Regions from separate parts of the Mus musculus genome. Here region 2 is linked to region 1. The links are chromatin contacts, called in public promoter capture Hi-C maps. All regions are on one chromosome and are shown on one strand. Each heading gives the region's core, a stretch centred on a gene start, on an enhancer-like site or on the middle of the called end of the contact. The rest is flanking DNA. Distances are from core to core; before and after follow the strand shown.

Region 1 (5,757 bases), core at 1,645-4,144:
GATACCCCTGTCTTTAATACCCACCATCACCACACGCATTACATGCCGTAAACTACTCTGTGCAAGGGGTTGTCATTGGTGTGTGTGTGTGTACATGAATGAACGCATGCTACTGTCAGTGTGAGTGCACATGGGGAGGTCAGAGGACAGCTCCAGGTGTCACAGTCCTTAGCATCCATCCTGCCAGATAGAGGACCGAGAGGTCTGGAGTAACAGATGGGGGTGGGGAGAGGTGCAGGTGTTCAACCCGCCCATGTATGTATGTACATGCATATATACACATACACATATATAATGACTTGTATATAATGAATTATATAGTATGTAATGAATTTTATATAATTATTTTATTATGAATACATTACACATATATTCACTTACATGACGAATTTTAGTCACGTTTCCCTCCCTATTTCCCTCCTTCATCTCCCTCCCTCCCTCCCTCTCCTATCAGCACTCTTCTTCCTGAAGGAAGCAGTCCCTCTCGACTGACATGTCTTCCTGTTCATGGCCCACTGCATTTAGTTAATTATTTGCCTGCGTGTGGGTGAGAGGTTACTCAGTGGAGCAAGGGTAGCTTAGCAATGTTTACACCACAGTCCACTGTCCCCTTAGGAGGAGCAGGACCCCAGGAAATGCTGAGTTCACGTGTCCAGAGACATCTTTTTGCTGTGGACTCTTTCTGCCTTCCCCCTGCAGTGGTCTCTCAGCCTTGGAGGGGATGCTATAGCTGTCCCAGTTGGGATGATACGTCACCATTACTAATTCTCTGCACTTTGGTTACATGTTTCTGCGTTCACCCATGCCTGCTGCTATATGAAGCTTCCCTGAGCTATTCTCTGGGAATTCTGGGTGTGGACCTGGCCAGTGTTCATCCTCACGGATGATATTAAATAAAGATTGCTTTAACTGAGGGACAGGAAAAGGCTCATGGATGATATTAAATAAAGGTTGCTTTAGCTGAGGGACAGGAAAAGGAAGAGGAGGAGGAGGAGGCAGAGGAGAAAGAGGTAGCAGCTTTTCTGATGAAGGCTGGAGGAATCGCTAATATTGTAATAATGTGGCTATTTAGAAGGCAATCTGATGTGACTGTTTAGCAAAACAGTAGAAGAAACTATTTCTGGGACTCAAGTGTTAAACTTTCTTAGCAGGAATGGGATGTGGGCCGTAGGGCAGAATGCAATCCCAGAAAAAAAAAAGAACATGGAGCAGAACATCTGAGCACAAGTGGAGCCACACATATGTCTCACTTTCTTTCTGCACCTCAGTTGCCCTCATTGGTCATTTAAATGAGAAAGATCAGGTAATTTCCAAGGCTTCAAAAATGATGGGTCTTATGCCGCCTGACCTTGCGTTGGTTTTTACTGCCCTCTGCTGGACATTTTATGGTACCGCAGTCCAACTTCGTATTTCCTTCTCTGAAACACTGTTGCCATCCACTGCACCTGAGCTCTGCCCAGTTTATCATCAGAACAACTGTTAAACAGCATTGCCTGTCTCTCACCTGGATTATAATAATAATAATATTAGTAATTATTATATATCAGTATTATACACAATATTAGTAAGTATTATACACAAACAGCTTGGAACCACAATATCCAAGAATCAGGAATTGTCAGGACACAGCAATCCTGTTCTTGAATAGCCCAGTGCTGTCACCTGCTGTAGTAGAGAACACCCAACGGCCCAGAAACTTTATGGTGAGGGGAAGAAGATGGACATACGTGAGTACATACTCTATGATGACATTTACACGGATATTCTAGAAATATAAACTACAGAAAGCAAATCAAAACTTTCGTGGGGTTTGGGCTAGGGGTGAGGACGGAATCTGCGTCCTTACTGTAGCCTAGAGTAGGTACACTGGGGGAGATGGACTTTAAAACATTAGATTGACTTCTGTTGCAGGGGAGGGAATATGTACCATGCTATGGCACTGTTGTGGGCATAGATGACAAGTTTTGGGATTTGATTCTCACCTTCTACCATGTGGGTCCCTGGGTTCAACCTCAGGTCATCAGGCTTGGTGGCAAGCGCGTTACACCCCCTCGACCCCTCCCTGAGCCATCTCTCCATCCCCAGAGAGGGACATTTTAAACCACACTTTTATTGGGATGAACACATTTGTCTAAGCCAATGAAACAGCATGCTAAGTAGAATAAGCTAGATGTGGAAGGTCGGAGGCCGGAGCTGAGGTACATATAGCCTAACTTCACGATGGCTACCAGGGCCAGGGGATGCAGACTGAGTTTCAGTTTGGGATGAGGAGAAAGCTCTGGAAATTGACAGTAGCAAAGGTTTCGTATATGTGAAATACTTTATGCCACCGAACTGTATACTTAACATTTGTTGAAAGGATGTGTTTTATATTGTGTATGTTTTGCCACGATAAAGTTTTGGAACATTATTCATCAAGCCAAGTGGGCTTATTTTTATTATATGTCAATCACTCTTAAATAAAGGTGTCCCTGCTGTTTAGAATTCAACCTAGGGCCTGCAGCATAAGCCACACTCCCCCAGGCCCAAGTTGTCTTTGTTCTGAGACCTGACTGTGGTAGGTCGCTGAGTTCTTCGGAGCAAGCTGATGAGCAAGATCTGCTTTCTTTATGTAGCAGAATCCTGCTTCAACTCTTGCAAAGGTCCCAAAGATCTGACCGCGCAGGCAGGGTGCCCCTCCCCTGAAGGCCGCCAGGGGGCGCCGCCGGGCAGGAAAGAGGGGCGTCGGGTGGACCGCGACGCCGGGAGCCGGGGCTGTCAGGTTGGGCGGCTCTCCCCGTCCACTTCGCAGACAGGCGTGCGGAGGGCTGACCCCACCCGGCCGGGCTCCAGCCTCCCCGCGCGGACTTCCTGCCTGGGCGCGGGCGGAGGCCCACCCCCTTCCTGCCCGCGCAGCCAGCTCTGTCGGCCAGCAGGACCCGTCGGTACAACACGCCGCTCTGAGCTCCGAGCTCCGAGCCCCGAGGCAGGTGAGTGACCTGCCCTGGGCTCTGGAGCCCGAGACCGCTGGGCTGAAACCTGAAGAGAGGAAAGGAGGAGATGGAGTGGGGACTCCTGTGTGTGTGTGTGTGTGTGTTCCGTCTAAGTGGAAAGAGAAGAGAAAGGAGAAAGGAGAGAGTTAGGGGAAGAGAAGAAAGTGAGATCTAAGTAGAGAAAGCCGCCTAAGTGAAAAGAGAGAGAGAGAGGAGAGAAAGAAGAGAGCGAGCAGAGAGGGAGAGGGAGACCTAACTAAGTAGAAAAAGAAAGCTGCGTAGCTCTGAGGATAAGGAGCTAGGATGGGGACCAGCCTGGGAGAGCTCTCTTCTCGCCCTGAGGAAGGCAGCCTGCAAGTCTCCTGGATTCCAGTGTGCTGTTTGCTAGTGTAGAACCATGGTGGTGGTACCGAAGCCCTGAAAAGCAACCCTAAACCTTGTCTTCCCTCTATCCCCCAATTTCTTCTTTCTGGGAGGACCAACAAAACACAGTTGCCTGCCTGTCTCCTCCTATGTCTCGCGGAGAAAGACCCTGTTTAGTGTTCATAGTGTTGCCCCCTACCCCTGCCCAGGGAAGAGATTGGATTTGCGTGTCCTTTCCCATCTTGTAGGGGAGAGGTCAGCCATAGGCACCTACAGTCTCTGAGGCTTGTTTATTGTTGTTTTTTTGTTTGTTTTTCTTTTTCCTGGATGATGTGGGCCCATAGCCAGGCTGATAGTGTGAGCCCTGGGGCCCGGGAACCCAAGCTCCATCCAGCAAGGCCTCCCTCACTTCGCATCCCTGTTTCCAGCCTCTAGCCACGGACTCGTGACTCCTTGTTTTGGACTTTTAGTAGAGCCTGCTGCCCCAGCTGGGGACGGTGACCCCTGGTCCCCGGAGACTGGAACAGCGTGTGCTGGTTGAAGTTCCCAGGCTCAGCCAGGCCTTAGCTCTAGGCAGGGCCGGATAAGGGGTCAGTTCTCAACCCCTGCCTATGCTAGGCCTAGGGGGTTGGAGGCTGTTCTCCAAACCCAACTCCAGCCCACAGTACAGTGCCCTACCTCTGGCTGTGTGTGCATGGGTGAGATGGGTGTGGGCTGGCCTCCCACCTGCCAGCCTACCCTGCTTGGCTGCTCTTCCAAAACCTGCCCCCTCCCTGGCTTGCCTTTTTCTTCTCAGTGAAGGGTGAAGTGGGAGGGTTGGCTTCTGCTTCTCCACTCCATTCCAACATGCCCTATCAGACAACCCAGAAGAGGAAACCCTCCCCAGGCAGCCTGCTCCACCAGCGAGAAACCCAGAGAAAGATAGTTGCCACAGCCACTGTATGTGGCTTCTCTGAGGAAACTCCAGCTTGGAACAGGATGATGGCTCCTGGTACCTGCCCTGTGGGGCAGCCAGCGTGTGGGGTGGGGTGGGGGGAGCTAGCAGAAAGGCAGGAGGAGAGAGGATGGACAGACATAAACACAGACGCAGGCCAATGCAGACACACAGACTTGGCAAAACAAGGCCTGGGGAGAGAACTGTGCATATGGAGCTTGAGAACAAAGATGCCAGGTCGAGGAGAGGCCATGAGGGTGGAAGGAAGGGCACACAGAGTCTGCCTGAGGCCTGGTCTGAACCCCTGCTGTGCTGTAGCTTGTATGAAGAATGGCAAAATACCCACCTAGGGCAAAATACCCACCTAGTGGTGTAATCGCTAAGAGGAGGAAAAGGCTAGCCCTCCCTGTGTTTCCCTCATGTTACACACCTGCATGTCGCCTGAGAGTGACCTGCAAGCAGGACCGTGAGTGTGGGCACCTCTCCCTTCCTGTGGTTGCATCTGGGACTCAGTCCCTGTGTTTGGGAGGATTTGTGGACCATGATGGGCACTGTCCCAGGCCCGAGGGGGCAGGATGAGGACTCACATCTGCTCCACACCTGCTTCCTGCTAGGTGACTCGGAGCCTTGCATGTCTGTCCTCCGTTCAGACCGCTGTAAGAACTGGCCCCTTATCCCAGTCACCAGCTGGGAAGGTGGAGGGCGATCCTGAGGAGGTCCTGATCCAGGCCAGCATGACAGGTGGAGAGCCATCTTTCAGTTTGTGCTTAGTCTTTCTGCATTCCGCCTTTTTTCTTTTTCTTTCTTTCTTTTTTAAGATTTATTTATTTTATGTGAGTACACTGTCACTGTCTTCAGACACACCAGAAAAGGGCATCAGATCCCATAACAGATGGTTGTGAGCCACCATGCGGTTGCTGGGAATTGAACTCAGAACCTCTGGAAGAGCAAGCAGTCAGTGCTCTTAACCACGGAGCCATCTCTCCAGCCCTCCACCTTTGTTTTTACCAGTCACTCTGCACTGTGTCTGGGGCTTTGGGAGGTCTGATGGGGAGCAGAAGAAAGGACCACAGCCATTACACTCAGTTCAGTGTGTCCACCTGTCCCTGCCACACAGCTGCTGTGGGTGCTGGCTGGTACCAGATGTGTGGTGAAGAGCCTTGCCCAAGGCAAGTCTGACATGGTGGCAGACAGTTGTTGATAAGCGTTACAAGCCAGCTAGGTGGTCAAGGTCCAGAGCTCCATTCCTAGCACCACCAAGCAAGCCTAGACCAGTGAAAGAGCCCTGTGTCCCAGGGATGGTCTTCAAGGAAACCTTGGACTATGCCAGTGTTGGAGAGTGATGCACAGGGTGGGTCTCACAGAGACTGAGAGCACAGGCTAGGGAGTGTAGCTGCCATAGAAGGCTGTCCCTCAGCCCCTCCCTAGACAGCAGTGTTCTGCTCTCAGCCCTGGAGTGGCCGAAGTTAGCTCTGCTTGTTCCCAGAG
Region 2 (5,757 bases), core at 2,286-4,785, 2.7 Mb before region 1:
TAAGAGTGAAACAGGTCAACCTGGTTGCGCGCGCATGCTCCTCTAGGTAGATTCAGCTCTCCAAGTGCAGGCACAGGCTAGGCAGAATCTTAGGCAGGGGGTGGGGCCTTCCTGACAACAATCTAAGGACAGAATCAAGGGATTTGCAAGCATGGCTGTAATGATGTTGCTTAGAAGATGAACTGAACAAGGAAATCCATGAGGAAATGACCTTGATGGGAGGAAATAAAAATGGAGTAGTCAAGAGACTAAAGGTCCTGGCCAAGCCAAGCCACTCATGTCTGGATCCTGACTAACACTGAGGAGGCCAAACAGGATACCACGGTGACTTCAAGGCTACCTTAAGCCACACATTATTTTCATTTTTTAATTTTTGTGGGTTTTTTTTTTGAGACAGGGTTTTCCTGTGTAGTCCTGGCTGTTCTGGAACTCATTCTGTAGACCAAACTGGCCTTGAACTCATAGATTCACCTGCCTCTGCCAGTTTTAAAGATGTGAGTGTGCCCCCACATCCAGCAGGGCTTGGTTTCAATCCCAGCACACACATGGCAGTTCACAACCATGTCACAACAACCCCAGTCCCAGATGATGTCCCTGATGCCCTCCAGTTCCAGACCTGATACCCTCTTCTGCTTTCCATGAGCACAATGCCCACAGTCATACATCTGAGCAAAACACCCATACACATCCATACACATGAAAATGGGAAGGAAAAAAAAAGCTAATCCAAGCTGGAAAGATGGCCCTGACTGCTCTTCTAGAAGTCTTGAGTTCAATACCCAGCAACCACATCACCATCATCTGTAATGGGATCTGATGCCCTCTTCTGGTGTGTCTGAAGACAGTTACAGTGTACTCATGTACATAAAATAAATAAATAAATCTAAAAACATCTTTTTACTATACTATTTTTAAAAGATAATCCATATTCATGTTGGGACTGGGACTACAAACTTGTAATCTCAGCACTTCTGAAGTAGAGGCAGGAAGGAGAACCAGGAGTTCGAGGCTACCCTTAGCTACATGAGACTGTCTCAAAAAAGTTCATAATCACATACGTTTTTGTTGTTGTTTTTTAAGACAAGGTTTCTCCATACAGTCCTGGCTGTCCTGGAACTTGCTTTATATACCAGGAAGGCCTCAAATTCAGATCTGCCTGCCTGTGCCTCCCAGGGGCTAGAACTAAAAGTGTATGCCACCATGCCCAGACACATTCATACACTCTTACATGCCTGTGAATTTTCATAAAGGATGTAAAATAAACTGCTAGCAGACTAGAATAGGATGTAAACTTAGAGTCAGTAAGTTAAACCCCTCCACACACATATCTGTGGAATGATTCCCTTACTAAGGGGATACCACAGGGAGTAGAAAGTAGTCATAGGTGTTCCTTACAGGCCTGAGTATACCAAAAGTATAGCTCACTATACCTTTATGTATTGTTTGTTGAGAAAGAGTCTCCCTAACCTGGCTTCAAAACCTGATCCTTCTGCCTCAACTTCCTGAGTGCTGGGATCACAGGCGTACGACATGCACCACCATGCCTGGCTTATAGTTTTATTTTTGTTAAGCCTCCTTTCAGTTTTTACTGTCTGTAAATCTTCGAGAATTCAAGTCTGGGTCCAGTTTTATGTTGAGAAAATGAGACCAGAGAGACATAGGCAGGACTTAACAGCATTGTTCAACAGAAGCACAGAGCCCAACAACAGCCTGTTCCCAACTGCAACAACACAGAATGTTTGCTCATACACACACACACACACACACACACACACACACACCACCTACCTGAGGCACCTACCTCACAGAACCACCTAAACATGCAGTCACTCACACTGTTTTCTGTCACATTACCTGTTCAGTGTCATCACCTGGCGTGCATAGAAAATCTTAGACCTAGAGCCCAGACCTAGAGCCCTCTACCAACCTTGAGCAAATGAGGCAGTTGCTGAGTGGCCAGTTCCTTAAATTCATTGATGTTCAGGCTGCCTTTGCGTCCTTCCCGCCCTGCAAAGGTGAAGAAAGTAGAGACCACAGTCTCAATGGCCGCCTCCAGTTCAGTCAGAGTCTCTGCTGCCATCAGTATACCAAAGCAGGAGCTGATGTCCACACAGATTGACCTGACAGGAAAGAAACAGACCAGGGGAATCAAGGATCCAAGAATGGGTGAAGTGGCTGCCTGGAAGGGTAATGACAATACTGTCTGTTCCAACAGTATTGCAGTTGAGGTTCGCATCAGAAATCATCTCTATCTGAGTGCCCTTTTGGAGTGTCTGTCTTAGGGATGGCTCTGTAGTGATCCTTCCATGGGACAACCACTCTATCTGTGACAGTCTTCCTTTGGAGTCCTCTGAATGTGCTAACATCCCATGTAGGGGCTCTGTTCTAATGGTCCTTTCTCTCTGTCACTCCCTGCCTGAAGGTCAGGAGGTTGTTTGTCTCCAATGTTGATTTGTATTGAGACTGGAGTCTCCACCCTCCCCACATCCTGGCTAAGGCTCCTAGTAGAGAAGCCTAGAGCTGGCAAAGGCCCAATTGAGGTCAGGGCTGGCTCAATTGGGCCAGATCCATCTTCTCTGCCCCATACCCTCCCTACCTCTGGCTATGGAGGTCAGAGTCTGCTCAGCACAAGAACCCACCGACCTTCCCTGCTACTGTCCATGACTGACAAGATCTAGAAAGGGACTCTTCAAACTCCTCACATCCACAACCCACAAAGTGTTTGGCCTGGACACCAGGGCCTTCGGGGGTCCAGGAAGGGAAGAAACATGCCCACTCGTCCCCTCATTTCTGTCTGTCCACCCACCCACATACTCCTCCGGGGACCGTTGCCTGCTCTCCTAAAGTCACTTCCTGAATCTCTGCCTGAACCCGCTTGGAAGGAGGGACCCGGGAGCTGATAAAGAAAGGAAGGTCTCCAGGTTCTCTGCAGTCAGGAAAAGTAACTCACCGGGAAAGAAGGTGGGATGCAGCTAACCGATCTGGAGCCCTGAGGCTGAAGTTTATAAGCACCAGGCAAGGCGAGAGCCACTCCCAAGTCTGAAGTGTCAAGTTTCCGCCTCCGCTGAGGGGACCGCCCCTGCTGTCACTAGCCATCCCAACACAGCGCCACGCGACTGGGACACAGCCTGATCAGGAAGGACCACAGGGTCTCATCCCTCCCAATTATGAGGGCTACTTGGGAGTCTGTGTTAGAGGGACTGCTACTGCTGCTTGAAAAAGATTAAAAAGAAAAGCAAACAAAATATACTTGGGGGATTCAGCACTGAAAAATCCCCTTCTGAGAAGGCAAAGAGATCCAAAGGCACTCGGAGAGCCCCAGACTAAGGGTCCCATAGTGGAACTCCTATTGAAATTCTTCACTGAGTTCCGAGACAGAAGCCCCTGTCGGAGGCGCACAGGCTAAGCACTCCTGGGCAGAATCCTTCCCTTTCCCTGCTCAGCCCGCACCGCAGCACCCAGCACCATAGCACCCTTCCCTCGACCTCCTTCCCTTCCACCTACTTCCCGCTAGGCTCAGGGAGGTGGTGCAAGCAAGAACGGAAAGAAACACAGGACAGCCCCTTCCCTCCTGGGAGACAGAGGGCGCCTCTGTCCACTCCTGGCCCTTAGCCCTTTGGGTGTCGTTTGTGAAGGGGTGGAGCCGTTGGGGAGGAGGTCGGTAGGGAAAGACGACTAAAAGACAGGTCTCCTCACACCGGTCCAGTGGCCACATTTGCAGCGTGCCCTTCTGTCGAGAATCTGTTCCGACGTCAGGCCGAGGCCAACCGTGAGTATCCTACCCTGCTTAGGATAGGTCTCTCTGGCTTAGCCAGCCTGGAAGAAAGGGAACTTCAGAAGGACCCCAAGAGCCCTGGAAAAGGATACTGTGGTGTCCGGGAGGAGTCGGTCAAGGGAAAGAGCAGTTCGGGAACTAGGGATGATGAAGTTTGGAAAGTAGTGAGAGGAGGTGAGTGAAGGTCAGAGAGCTGGGAGCGTGTGGTGAATGAGGGCGCCACCCAGCTTCCAGGCTACCAGGTCTTCCTACACAGAATCCTGTGTCTCCTGCCAGGGACGCCAGTCTCTAGGTGTGGGCAGGGAGGAGATACAGCCCTGCTCCTTCAGGGTAAGAATAAGAAAAGCTGTCCCTGCCCCTTCTCCACCCTCACTCTCTGCCTTCTCAAGAGCCAGGGAAGGCTCCTAGCAGTGGAGCTTACGTCATGTGGTATCTTTCTTAAAGAAGGGGGTCTGTGGCGGTGTGCACTGTCCCATCTCTGCCTCACAGACCTCCTCTCTAGCCCTTCTTTCTCAGCCTTGACCCCCTCTCCTCTCTCCCCTAATTTTTCCCTCTTTGTTTCCCACTGCTCCAAGCCCAGATCCTCCCCTACATAAAATTCCAAGCTGCTAGAGGGTTCCAGGCAACCTCCAGATGCCCCTCATAGATGAGAATGGTAACCGAGCCGCCCAAATTCCTCCCTTGAGCACCCTCTTATCCCTTTGATCAGCCTGGCTTGAATTCTCTCTCCCACTGTCTCTGTAACAACTGCTTCTTGTGACTGGAGTTCAGGTGACAGTCACAAGGGCTCCACTGAAGAGCTGGCATGTCATCTAATCAGGACCCATTGTCCAGAATACTCAGTGGTGAAGAAGGATGAGGACACCTGAGCTGAGACACATGAGCAACCCCTGAGGCTGTGGAAGGCATGACCCTCCCAGGGCCGAAAGATCGAGCCCCCCACCCCACCCCAGTTTAGTAGTCTCTTCTCAATAGACTTCTCCATTCTCCCACTCTCGCCCAGCCCTTGAGCTCAAATGACCTCATACATTCAGCCCTTTATCAAACACAAACCAGCCCTAGCCTGCTCCCACTGGAGCTACCGAACCAACGCTGGCCCGTGGCAGCAATGGACAGCATCAGGAAGAACACCTACAAAGCTCGTCTCCAAGGAAAAGCCTCAGACATCTCTTCTCCCTTCCTTCTACCTACCTGATGGAAAGGGATGATTTTGCAGAGAAAAGGACTAGAACAGGCAGTCATGTTAAGAATACCGCCATACCGCCCCCCCCACCCCCGTCCCCCAAAGAAGCCAAAATGGCATGCTGAAGAGAGAGGGGGAACTCAGACCAGTAATCTCAGCACACAGAGACACGACTGCCCAGAAGCTAAGGATCTGCTTGAGCTAATTCCAGGACAGCACAGGCTACAGAGTGTGACCCTGCTATAAATAAATAAATCCCAAGCACAAAAAGATGGAGATGTAGCCAAAGGGACCTGGGCTGAATCCTCGGTATCTTAAGAGGAAGAGCCATGCTTGCTGACAGGAAGCTTGGGAACAGTAAGACACCTCTTCCTCACTGACCCCCCATCAGCTCACCAAAGGTATCAGACTTCTTCCTGGGGTAGGCAGAGGAGATCGTAGCCCACTTAGTAGCAACAACAAAGCTTAACTGTGACAGGCCTGGAAGGTAAAACTAGAGCTCGAAGCCTGCCTGGTCCTGTGTCCACCCATGTCTCCCCTCCCGCTCCCCAGCCTTGAGTCAGCCACTGCAGATGTCTTTTGCAGGCTTCTGAAGACAGTCCAGTTCCTATTGCTTCATCTCCATGCCTATCCCTGACTCCCTCTGACGGGGAAATGATAGAGGGACCCAAAACGCTGGACCAGATTTAGTGCTAGGGTTTCTCCTACACTGCAAAATCTGAATGAAAGATAAAGTACAATGAGGTTCATCTCGCAGCTATTTGAGCGAATCCAGGGCCAGGGCTGAAGATTTCCCTTA

What was found. Capture Hi-C pulls out chosen DNA fragments and counts their contacts.
Region 2: a contact with region 1 is called in a promoter capture Hi-C map of liver. The contact joins the promoter of S100a13 here to the promoter of Pear1 in region 1. A contact is called at or near these places in 2 of 9 other capture datasets (adipose tissue and liver).

Annotation. Positions count from the first base shown.
Region 1 is chr3:87,766,090-87,771,846 of GRCm38.p6, reverse strand. Pear1 (platelet endothelial aggregation receptor 1) reads left to right here and starts at 2,894. Exons shown (of 25, transcript NM_152799.2): 1 at 2,894-2,969.
Region 2 is chr3:90,512,213-90,517,969 of GRCm38.p6, reverse strand. It overlaps S100a13 (S100 calcium binding protein A13), which reads right to left and starts at 3,535. Exons shown (of 4, transcript NM_009113.5): 1 at 3,505-3,535; 2 at 2,951-3,212; 3 at 1,928-2,120. The coding sequence starts at 2,080. S100a1 (S100 calcium binding protein A1) reads left to right here and starts at 3,640. Exons shown (of 3, transcript NM_011309.3): 1 at 3,640-3,769.